Regions from separate parts of the Gasterosteus aculeatus genome. Here region 1 is linked to region 2. Evidence: chromatin contacts called from public Hi-C data. All regions are on one chromosome and are shown on one strand. Each heading gives the region's core, a stretch centred on a gene start, on an enhancer-like site or on the middle of the called end of the contact. The rest is flanking DNA. Distances are from core to core; before and after follow the strand shown.

Evidence for each region. A called contact is a pair of places that touch in the nucleus more often than the background predicts.
Region 1: a Hi-C map of skeletal muscle shows a contact between it and region 2, with 3 times the contacts expected there. The contact joins the enhancer-like site here to the promoter of creb1b in region 2. A contact is called at or near these places in 4 of 6 Hi-C or Micro-C datasets (skeletal muscle, tail fin and whole body).

Annotation. Positions count from the first base shown.
Region 1 is chr16:4,256,444-4,261,735 of fGasAcu3.hap1.1, reverse strand. No RefSeq gene overlaps it. Among protein-coding and RNA genes, the nearest start is that of klf7b, 12 kb to the right of the region's middle. Within about 2 kb of position 1,370, at least 2 of the 9 cell types and tissues checked have open chromatin away from gene starts, as enhancers often do.
Region 2 is chr16:4,148,232-4,154,296 of fGasAcu3.hap1.1, reverse strand. It overlaps creb1b (cAMP responsive element binding protein 1b), which reads left to right and starts at 2,440. Exons shown (of 8, transcript XM_040201116.2): 1 at 2,440-2,685; 2 at 5,195-5,304; 3 at 5,486-5,632; 4 at 5,735-5,835. The coding sequence starts at 5,209. It overlaps LOC120833725 (a long non-coding RNA gene), which reads right to left and starts at 5,601. Exons shown (of 2, transcript XR_005714376.2): 1 at 5,467-5,601; 2 at 3,912-4,270.

The DNA.
Region 1 (5,292 bases), core at 121-2,620, 110 kb before region 2:
CTCTGATTAGAGGATGAAATACTTTTCCTCTGTCTCCCCTTTAGTCCGTCTACATCGCAAAACCACGCACCACTGGTGTATCATTACGACACTGAGTGGGCTAAAAGGTTTCTTGGTAGAAAAAGACTCACACACTGAATCACAGACACACACACACAGGTTTTGTATTTCATGTTCTTATGTCGTTTGTGTTTTTTTTCGCCAGAAACTGAAAACATGGAATGACTTTATCCATTTTACTGTGAAATTATTCCTCTACCTCTGCTCTCTATCTGTTCTCTTTATCCTCTTTTTGTCTTTCTGATAGTTAACAGAGGGGACAAAGAGGAAAAAGAAACCAGAGTTCGGGGTAAAGGAAGAGTGAGGTGTCGATAGTCGCTGTTTGTGGTACTGATATATGAATATTAATAACTACCACAGTTGTAGCTATAGTAGTAAAAAAAGGGTCAGTTTTAGAAGTAATAATCGTAGTAGTGTAAGTACGAGTACCAATGAAGTAATAGTGGTAGTAGCATGGTGGTAATAGAAGCTGTTGTAGTAATAGTTGTTAGCATTCATAAATGTTCGTCAATAACAACAGAAAACCGGTCAGTTGTAGTGCTGGTGATGGTGAAAGTAGTAGTAGGTGGAGTACTTTTAGTTACCATACCTGCTGTAGTACTAGTGGGATATGAGGGCGCAGTAGAGAGAGAAGGAGAAGAACTAGTGGGAGGAGCAGGAATGGTTGGAGAACAAAAGTAGTAATGGTAGTAGGGGTAGTGGTCATAGTGGTAATAGTAGGAGTGGTAGGACTAGTAGTAGTAATGGTAGTGGGGGTAGTGGTAATAGTGGTAATAGTAGTAGTGGAAGGGCTAGTAGTAGTAGTGGTAGTAGGGGTAATGGTTATTGTGGTAGTAGTAGGACTGGTAGGGCTAGTAGTAGTAATGGTAGTGGGGTAGTGGTCATAGTGGTTATAGTAGTAGTGGAAGGGCTAGTAGTAGTAATGGTAGCAGGGGTACTGGTCATAGTGGTAATAGTAAGAGTGGTAGGGCTAGTAGTAGTACTGGTAGTAGGGGTAGTGGTCATAGTGGTTATAGTAGGAGTGGTATGAATAGTAGTAATGGTAGTAGGGGTAATGGCTATCGTGGTAGTAGTAGGACTGGTAGGGCTAGTAGTAGTAATGGTAGTAGGGGTAGTGGTCATAGTGGTTATAGTAGGAGTGGTATGAATAGTAGTAATGGTAGTAGGGGTAATGGCTATCGTGGTAGTAGTAGGACTGGTAGGGCTAGTAGTAGTAATGGTAGTAGGGGTAATGGTCATCGTGGTAGTAGTAGGAGTGGTAGGGATAGTAATAGTAATGGTAGTAGGGGTAGTGGTCATAGTGGTAATAGTAGTAGTGGAAGGGCTAGTAGTAGTAGTGGTAGTAGGGGTAATGGCTATCGTGGTAGTAGCAGGACTGGTAGGGCTAGTAGTAGTAATGGTAGTAGGGGTAATGGCTATCGTGGTAGTAGCAGGACTGGTAGGGCTAGTAGTAGTAATGGTAGTAGGGTTAGTGGTCATAGTGGTAATAGTAGGAGTGGTATGAATAGTAGTAATGGTAGTAGGGGTAGTGGTCATAGTGGTTATAGTAGGAGTGGTATGAATAGTAGTAATGGTAGTAGGGGTAATGGCTATCGTGGTAGTAGTAGGAGTGGTAGGGCTAGTAGTAGTAATGGTAGTAGGGTTAGTGGTCATAGTGGTAATAGTAGGAGTGGTATGAATAGTAGTAATGGTAGTAGGGGTAGTGGTCATAGTGGTTATAGTAGGAGTGGTATGAATAGTAGTAATGGTAGTAGGGGTAATGGCTATCGTGGTAGTAGTAGGACTGGTAGGGCTAGTAGTAGTAATGGTAGTAGGGTTAGTGGTCATAGTGGTTATAGTAGGAGTGGTATGAATAGTAGTAATGGTAGTAGGGGTAATGGCTATCGTGGTAGTAGCAGGACTGGTAGGGCTAGTAGTAGTAATGGTAGTAGGGTTAGTGGTCATAGTGGTAATAGTAGGAGTGGTATGAATAGTAGTAATGGTAGTAGGGGTAGTGGTCATAGTGGTTATAGTAGGAGTGGTATGAATAGTAGTAATGGTAGTAGGGGTAATGGCTATCGTGGTAGTAGTAGGAGTGGTAGGGCTAGTAGTAGTAATGGTAGTAGGGTTAGTGGTCATAGTGGTAATAGTAGGAGTGGTATGAATAGTAGTAATGGTAGTAGGGGTAGTGGTCATAGTGGTTATAGTAGGAGTGGTATGAATAGTAGTAATGGTAGTAGGGGTAATGGCTATCGTGGTAGTAGTAGGACTGGTAGGGCTAGTAGTAGTAATGGTAGTAGGGTTAGTGGTCATAGTGGTAATAGTAGGAGTGGTATGGATAGTAGTAATGGTAATAGGGTTAGTGGTCATAGTGGTAATAGTAGGAGAGGTATGGATAGTAGTAATGGTAGTAGGGGTAATCGTCACATAATAATAGTCAATGTAATGTTGATACTACCCTTCTGTCGTTACCTATTGAAGAAGGTGGTGATTGGTTAGGGTTAGGGTTAGTGCAGTGGAGGTAGTAGGAATTGAAGTGTGCGCGGGAGAAAAGCAAATAAAGGTACTAGTAGGTGTAATAGTAGTTGGCTGGTTGTAGATCTAAAAAAAATAAGAATAAAACCTGATTAAGGTTTATCATTGAATGTTGAATATTGAAGATATTGCATGAGAGCGTGTTAAGGGCTTCTCATGGGCTTTCGTAGTATCGACCCATACTTCACCAGCTCCCCACCCCCATAACACACACACAGACACACACACACACACACACACACACAAACACACGCGCACACTTGCCATCTCCTTCCGGACTCCCTCCTCCTTCCTGTCTCCCTTCCTCTTTTCTTCCAGTGGCAGACTTAGCTGTGGAAATCAATAGGGAAAATGTCCTGAAACAGTCGATCTAGGAGCCATCTGGCCCTTGTTGTCCTCGGAGACCGGCAGCATGTCCCCCTGGGGGACAAGACAGGCGAAGAAGAAGCTGAGTGAGTAAGCGCAGGAGAGAGGCAGAGAGGGAGGGAGAGAGAGAGAGGAGCTCAAGCAGACAACCTCACAAAGCAAGTGTTAACTCACTAGCATGCAAATTGCGGGTGTGGGCAACACATGGCTGTTACATAAGAGAAGGAAATGTGCGGATTAAAATCATGCAATTTCCATAAAGTTTCAGTCGTTCATTTTGACCTCATAGTAATACCACCTCTATCCGTACAAGCTATTTGTCCAACTCTAAAACCAAGTGGCAGCTGTCAGAATCACAAAGTTATAGCAGTTTTATGAAAAAAAGGTTTTATATAAATACACTGCATGTATTATAATTATTCTCCCATTAGCTTATTTTCTCATTGCACAGCTTCTGTGCAGCTTGTTTTAAAGAGCTTTTATCCAATCAGATTCAGCCCCTGCGGTTGTATGTAAGAGAGGTCTGAGATCCTCTAGGTACCTTTTTTTTAAACATTAAAGTATATGATTTTGTAGGTATTGAGCCTCATGTGACTTTTTATTTCACTTTAAATGTCACAGTGTTAACAAATAATAACCTGTAACTGTGGCGTCAAACTGAGGTTATTAGGCTATTCAACAGATGGAAAAAGAGGAATTATGAAGGCCAAATGAAGCAACAGAAGGAAAAGTATTAAAGAGAAAGGGGCGATAGAATCACAGGGAGAAATAAAGGGATGAGAAGTGGGATGTCTGCAGAATAGAAAACTTGGTGGTCAAGTAACAATTTCCTGGTTAACAAACCAAAGAGAGGAGACGTGTTCCTGTTCTTGTCCGTGTTACAGTTCAAGCAGTCACAAGTGTATTGAAAAACAGCTCACTGATCACATGGTCACATCAACAGCGATTTACAGCATGAATGGAGGATTCACTTCACTTCAAGACACTTAAGGGCAAACAGCTATAAGGATCTAAAGTTGTATTTTGAGATATAAAAATCCCACAAAACCACACACAAAACTGTGAGCTCATTTCAAACTCTTTATGATAAAGTGCATTCATTTAAAGTCCCTTGATCGTGATATTGTAAAGAAGTAAAACTCACTGGAACAGGAGGACAATTTTTTGAGAATCATCAATTATTGACGAAGTCACTGCTTTCTGAGTAGTAAAATGAATCCCATTTGAACACCTTTCATGTACCATATGTTCACTCGCCCCAAGTTGTCCATATACTTTATTGATGGGAATAAATAAATGCATTTGGGCAGAGTTCACGTATTATATCATGCATTTAATTTATTCTAATCAGCAAAACATTAACTCTCTTATTTCATTCCATGTTGTAAGTAGGCTACAATTATCAGAACTTGACGGTTCTCACTTGTGGCTCAAACGTGTACTGCAGATATGAATGTTCAATTGTAGAAATCCTGCGGATGTATTTTGGTCCCTTCAAAATACTTTGTGCTACTTATAGCAGCAGTGGATCACCGTAAAGCAGGGTAAGGACACATTGTCTGCATATCTGAAAGTATAACAAATTGGGAAGGCATCACCCAAATGTTAAAAACTTGAGTAACGTCGGCGGCGCCTGACTGTCATCTTATTTACCACACTAATATGAGTGAGAAACATCTGTAAGAATACGTGTTCAAGATTTGGAGCCTGGTCGGGGTTATCAAAAATTCAGCCGAATAACTTCTCTCGTTCTGGAAAATTTATTTGTCAGATCACAGGTCAAGTATCAGCGCTGCGTTTGCAAAGGCAGGAGCAGTTCAGGCAGCACACAGGCCAGAAGAACAACTAACTAACATCAGCAAGAACATCATGTTTTATAACCCTTGAAAGACAGAGAAGGAAATATTTCTATTGGCCCTAAACTGGCGTAGAGGAGGACCTTCCACCTCCCGCATCTAAGATCCGGTCACATCCAATGTCCAGACTCCTGACTTAACGTAAACATCGTAAACAGAGTGTGTATGTTGAATAGTGTTGGTGTGTCTCTAACCCCCCTTTGGCTGGTAAATCTTCTAGTTGACCCGCAGACCTTACATTCCTCAGCCAGGACAGAAACTGACTCCCCATCCTGTCAGACTCGTGTCTGCCTGCTTGGCAGATCCTGCTTCCCCCCTTACCTAACTCTTAAATCAAGACAAGACAGCAAACCCCCAACTAAGCCCATGAAAATAACTTTTGATTATCAATTCCCCCTTTTTACATAATTCATTATGTAAACCAAAAAAAAATCAAAAGAAACCACCAATCTAAACGCTAAATATTTATATCAGTGAATACGGGTGAATGCAGCAG
Region 2 (6,065 bases), core at 1,191-3,690:
ACGTGCAACCAGAGCACCTCCAGGACTCACTCACACTCTCCAAGCCTCTGCAGGAATGAACACGTTCAGAGCAGATATTCTGCTTGTCTGAGGGGGGGGGGGGGGGTGGGAGGGGGGGGGGGGGGGGGGTCGTAGGGTTCGATAGACGTTATGTGCAGAAGCCTCTGTGCTCATTATGTGTCTCCTCTCAAGTTTATTACAGGTTTCCTCCTTGATTTATTGTCATATTTTCTAAATGTATTCTTACGGCTGGTATTAATTGTAATTGATATATGTTGCATAATGGCACTTAAGCGCACGGCATTAAACATGTGGCGCTCTTGTTTTTTTTTTTTATGTTGAATGTTAACTAAAGGACGACAATCCTGCAAAACCAGATGACAACTAAAAACCAGCCATGATGAAACCCCTAATGGGACGTGCTTCCTCCCCCGCCTCGTAAAATATTCCTCCTCTCCTCTTTGGGTCAAATTGCCGCCCCCCCCCCTCCTCCACCCACTCCCTCCCTCGCCCCATCCTTCATTTTTTTGAATTTCTTTTTTTCTCCAACTGGCTACAAATACGCTGCTTTTCATTACCCAGGCAGGGTCAATTCCCCAAACAATGTGTTCGGTGTCACAATAAAAAGGGTGTTCTTTACGGCGCATTGCAGTAAAATGCTATTAAACAGATAAAACACCGGCAACGAGCATCAGGAGGATTATAAAAGGAATTGCCTTGATAAACTCTGCGTATCTGCGCGATGACACGCCAGCAGCTCTCTCTCTCTCTCTCTCTCTCTCTCTCCTCCCTGTCGCCGGGGAGGAGGGGGGGGAGGCAGACCTCGGGAGCACATGGTCGGGGGGAGTTTGCACAGCACTGAGGCGCCGCCATCTGGGGAGACGAGGGAGAAGAGGAGAAAGTCAAAAAAACAGGCTCCATCTGTGTGCGGAATCCTGTCAAGACTGCATATGATGATATACACTCAGAGCCTTGGAAGGGAAAAAACATTGAAAATGAAATAATATCAACTGAAAACCTTTTGTTCTTGCTTGGGAATCCATGTCACATCTGAAGAATGATTATATTTATATCATATTTGTACCCGAGGCACGGTAATGCTGCCTCCAGCATTGGGTGTATTTTGAAACCAGGGGTTCCTTGAAGTAACCCATCCTGAGACGTACTGGTGCACACAATGGGGATCAGGTATGGCAGCAAATCTGATTCAAGACCCCGGTTGGTTGGAGGCGATAACTTGGTCAAATGTGCCACAATCCCATGAAATGACGGGATGCGCGTAGAGGCGCATTGCTTGAACGTGTTCCTGCAGCTCCTCGCCGCCGCTGTGTGCTTTGAAAAGGTCTCCTGCTTCCCTCTGGTGGTCACAGGGAGAGCGCCTTCACCGAGGCCCTGGTCACAGCAGACATTTTGACTTGGCATGAAACGCACAGGAGCCGCTAACAACGGCAGCGATGGAGCTCGCTTCGGTTCCAGGGTCGCTGTGAGCCAGAGACCACTTCCTGGACCCTGAAACTGCAGCAGCTAAATGGAATTCAGCCATTGTTCATTTGATTATTTACACTTGTGCTTTTGCTACTCTGAAATGTAAAAACGTCTTTTTTGTATTACAATTCTGCAAGTATCCATACAGCGTGGAGGCGTGTGGGTGGATAGCGTTGAATGTAGTGTCTGTGGAGGGGTCGGATACCAGGTTTGTGATCTGGATGATGAAGACCAGCCAGATGGTGCCATGGTGGCGGAGCGGTTAAAGCACCGTAACCTCACAGCGAGGGTCCTATTTCTGACCCAACAGGCCTGGTGGTTGAGTTTCCAACACGTGTGACCCCTCCTTTCTGCAGGTCTGTAATTGATTAGGCCACCCAACAACAAAACATGTATCCCCCCCCTTTGGTAACCGGTGCCTATAGCTCATATGGGTAAGACCAGTATACACTTATCTCATTCTGAAACATCTGCCTCGGTACAGGTTGATGCTGCGGATAACGGGGGGATACAAACACAAATTAAAATGGTCATTTCTCTCACCAGAAGCAATGTATTGGTTCCCCTTGATGATTTCCCACTTCACTGGAGACTTTCCAGTAGTGAAAGGAGAAGGCTGCCCAACCTTCTACTTACATGGAGGTATCAATAGTAAAACTACTTGTTCACACTCACAAAAGTACTTAAGATTATTTATAAGAATATATCACAATGTATTACCCGATTTATAGAATTACCGAGTACCTAGTGTTAATAAAAGAACGTGTGTAGAACTTGAATGTAGTATAAACATATAAATACTCATGAAACAGTACTTGATGAAATGTATTTAGTTACAAACCTCACTGAAATCGTCTACGCAATCAATACTAGTTTTACAATCTATCTATTTTTATTTGCCAGATTGTAAAAATGGTATAGTATATATTAAAAAGCGTTTCCTGTTATTAAAGTGAACCCATTCACGAGGCGGGAGGGGTTCGTTATGTTCCGCTCCTTTTCGGTATTTTCCGTTCTTCTCCGGCCCGACGTCGGCCATTTCCGGCCGGCGTCGCCTTCTGCTGTCTCGTCCTTCTCCAATCTCCGTGTTGTTGTTCCCGGTGACGCGGCGGAGGTGTAGCCTGACGCGGGCTCTTACGTGTCGGCCAGAATAAAAGTGGAGCTCCGGAGGCCCGGGAGTGACGAAGGGAGCCCGTACCGGTAAGGACGCAGCGGTGTCCGGGGCTCAGGGAGCGGCGTGCGAAGGGTCGGTCTGGTCGGGTTCGGCCCGAAGGAAACAAAGAGATCATGGCGCCGCGGTGTGTTTGGAGCAGGGTGGAGGGAGGGGAGGCTGCGGCGGTTTTGGAGAAACGGTGCAAACTGTGCGGCTTTTTCGTAACGACCCAGGAGGGACCGTTTGTGTGTTAACACGCTAGAAACCGTGAAAGCACTATAGTGGGTTTTTTTTTGGAGTCCCCTGTCAAAGTATGCTTTAATGCGCCGATTTATGCGCACATTTCTTGCGCCGTTTCCTAGATACACGGCGCATTGAACCCCGACCATCAGCGACACGCTCATTTATTTCTGCTTCTGGCGCGATTTAATTCGATGTTTCCGATTTTTTTTTGGTTTCCCGCTCACATTTACAACCGTCTCGTGTTTCCCATTCATTCACACTCCATATTAGAAATTGCGAGTTTTTTCCGCAGGACGTCGCGTTTGGTTTAAAAAAAAAAATGCCCGTCTTTACTTCATTTCCCCAAAACCCCCGTGGTTACATGTGCCCCGTCTCCCGGGGCCGGCGTGTGCGTCCCGGGGGGGCGGGCGGGGGGGGCGGCGCCCCGGCCACGTGGCTCACGCTGTCACACGAGTGATGTTTTGAAAAGCAGAGGGAGAAATGAGCAAAGCCAATCATGCAGCGAGGAGAGGAGCGACGCACCGCGCGTCCCCACGCGAGCACGCGCCCTGCCGCTCGAGGTCCGACCCGCGAGCCCTGAAGCTCCACGCGGCGATGAATGAGGAGTTTCACAATAAGAGCTTAAAGTGTCTTCTGGCTAGTTAGTCTCTCATATCTCGGCTTTGCTGGTGAATCCCGCAGCGTGTGATCAGTGGTAGAAAGTACATTTACTCCACGAGTACTATTCATGCACGCAAACTGGAACTCCGTGTTCCTCCTCTAAGTTTTCTCATATGTTCCCACAGCACATTCAGTATTGGTATAAATACCTGGATGTGAAATGCAATCCACTGTTACACAACCAACGACAACAACAAGAATGTCTGTGGAGGGAAATTTACACGTCTACAATAAATAAGCACTACAAGGTTCATAAATGTGGTTTTCATTTTTATGTCTCCATCTGAAACATCTGTTCTCATTACTTTTATTTTATTCTGTATTTCAAGTACTTTACTGTAAAAAAAAAATCTTAATATATATATTGAAACATACATGGAACTTTTATTTTAAAACATAATTTATTGCCAAATCGCTCTTCTCATTATTTCAGTAACGCATGAAAGGAGAAAAACAACATCCCGGTTGTAGTGATCACAGTTGCCACTTGCTTATCTTCATTAGGAGAGAAAAAGCTTGTTTATCGCGTCATCTGTGGCGCAGTAAACTGATAAAAGAGCTCAGCTGCAGAAATGGAACTATCCGATACGAATTTTCAACATCAGTCGTCATTGTTCTGAGCTGTTTTAACACATGTTGTGACATTTGGTCCAGCGCCATCCAGATCCAGATGTTGTCATCCAGTGCACACATTCGGCCATGACTCCATGCTGCGCTTCACCACTGCTGCTGTGGAGGTGCAGCAGAAGACAAACATTCACGTCAACGTTTCCCCATCGAGCAGAACATAAACAACAACCACGAAGATTTGATACGGTAACAGATCTGGCGACAGTTAGCAGGACGAAAGCATTCCTTCTGAACGAAAGAATACAAGAAGCTTTTCTTCAGACGTCTGAAGTTAATATTAAAGAGCCTGAAGACAGGAGTGAATCAGATTCAAAGCACGCTGCTCGGGAGCCTCCTCGCTCACCGTCCGTGATGGTGCAGGGAAGGGGGCACCGGTTGGGGGGGCTTCCGCTAGTTGAACGGTTGTAAATGTTCTCACTTTGGGACGCCGGGATTGGGGGTTGTGGTATCGTTGGTGACGATACGGTCGTTTGATTATTCCGCTTTAATTTATAGTGTGGTTGCTAAACCGGCGGTGTCTTTCATGTGCGCTTTAATATGGCGTGTCGGGGGGCTTTAGAGGAGCTCCTGTGCTGTGGCTTTAGGCCGATTCCCTTTTTCATAGCGGTTTGACAGTTCAGTCGATGAGTTGAATTGTTACAATGTTAACGGAGTCGGCCTGGATTCAACGCGGGAATCAAACCTACGGCACTGGTACCTGGTCAGTGTGATTGTGGTTTGGCACTGTCCATTTGATGAAGCAACATCACTTGGTGTAACTGCCATAAAATAACATCCTAACATGTTCTACCAATGTTCTCGGTTAGGAGACAGATGGTATTCATTTCAACTGTAGGTCAATATTCTTCATTCAAAAATATATATTTTCCCTAAACTGTTTTACTGCTTTTAGTGACCTTGCTTTTGGGATTTTGTTTGTGCATTTTTTATTTTGTGCCATCTGGGATCGTGATGAAGAGATGCGGCGGCTGAAGCGCTTTGTTTCTTTTTTTTAACGTCCTCTCCCCAAATGTTCCTCCTCAGCCCGGCCGATAGAGATGGAATCCGTGGAGGTTCAGCAGGGGGCAGAGACTGCCGTGAGCGAGACGGAGACCCAGCACATCACCCAGGCACAGATTGCTACTTTGGCGCAGGTAACCGGGCGCATGGCCGCCGTCGGGGTGTTGAAGAGGTGGCGTTTCGCCACCAGGTTCAGGGGCTTTACTCCAACATTTTGCGGTCAATGAATTTGAACGTAAAATGAAGAAAAACACAGTTTTTACTTAAATCCGCACGCGGCAGGCAGCACGACTCACGTCCTCTCTGAATTCTCAGGTAACCATGACAACAGGCCACGTCTCGGCAACCGGCCCCACGGTGACGCTGGTTCAGCTTCCCAATGGGCAGACGGTTCAGGTCCACGGCGTGATCCAGGCCGCACAGCCGTCCGTCATCCAGTCCCCGCAGATCCAGACCGTGCAGGTGAAACACACACACACACACACACACACACACACACACAAGCACTCGTTTTAGCCACAATTTAAAGAACATGAAGTCAGAGGGTTTGTTGGTTTGTTCCAGATCTCCAGCCTAGCAGAAAGTGAGGATTCACAGGAGTCCGTAGACAGTGTCACTGACTCCCAGAAGCGCAGAGAGATTCTGTCACGACGCCCCTCATACAGGTAGTGTGTGTGTGTGTGTATCTGTACCTGCCCAGCAAAACACTTTTAATATCCTCAACTATGGGACAAAATCAAACGCTTGCTTCAAATGGCTTCAAGCTGCATCTATGAACATGCTTCATATAATTAATAAAACACATTGTAACACAAAACTCTTTTTTCTTTTACTCATGATGTTCAGCTCCTTTTCATTTTCTTCCTATGGAATCCTGTTCCGGCTTGTTCACTGT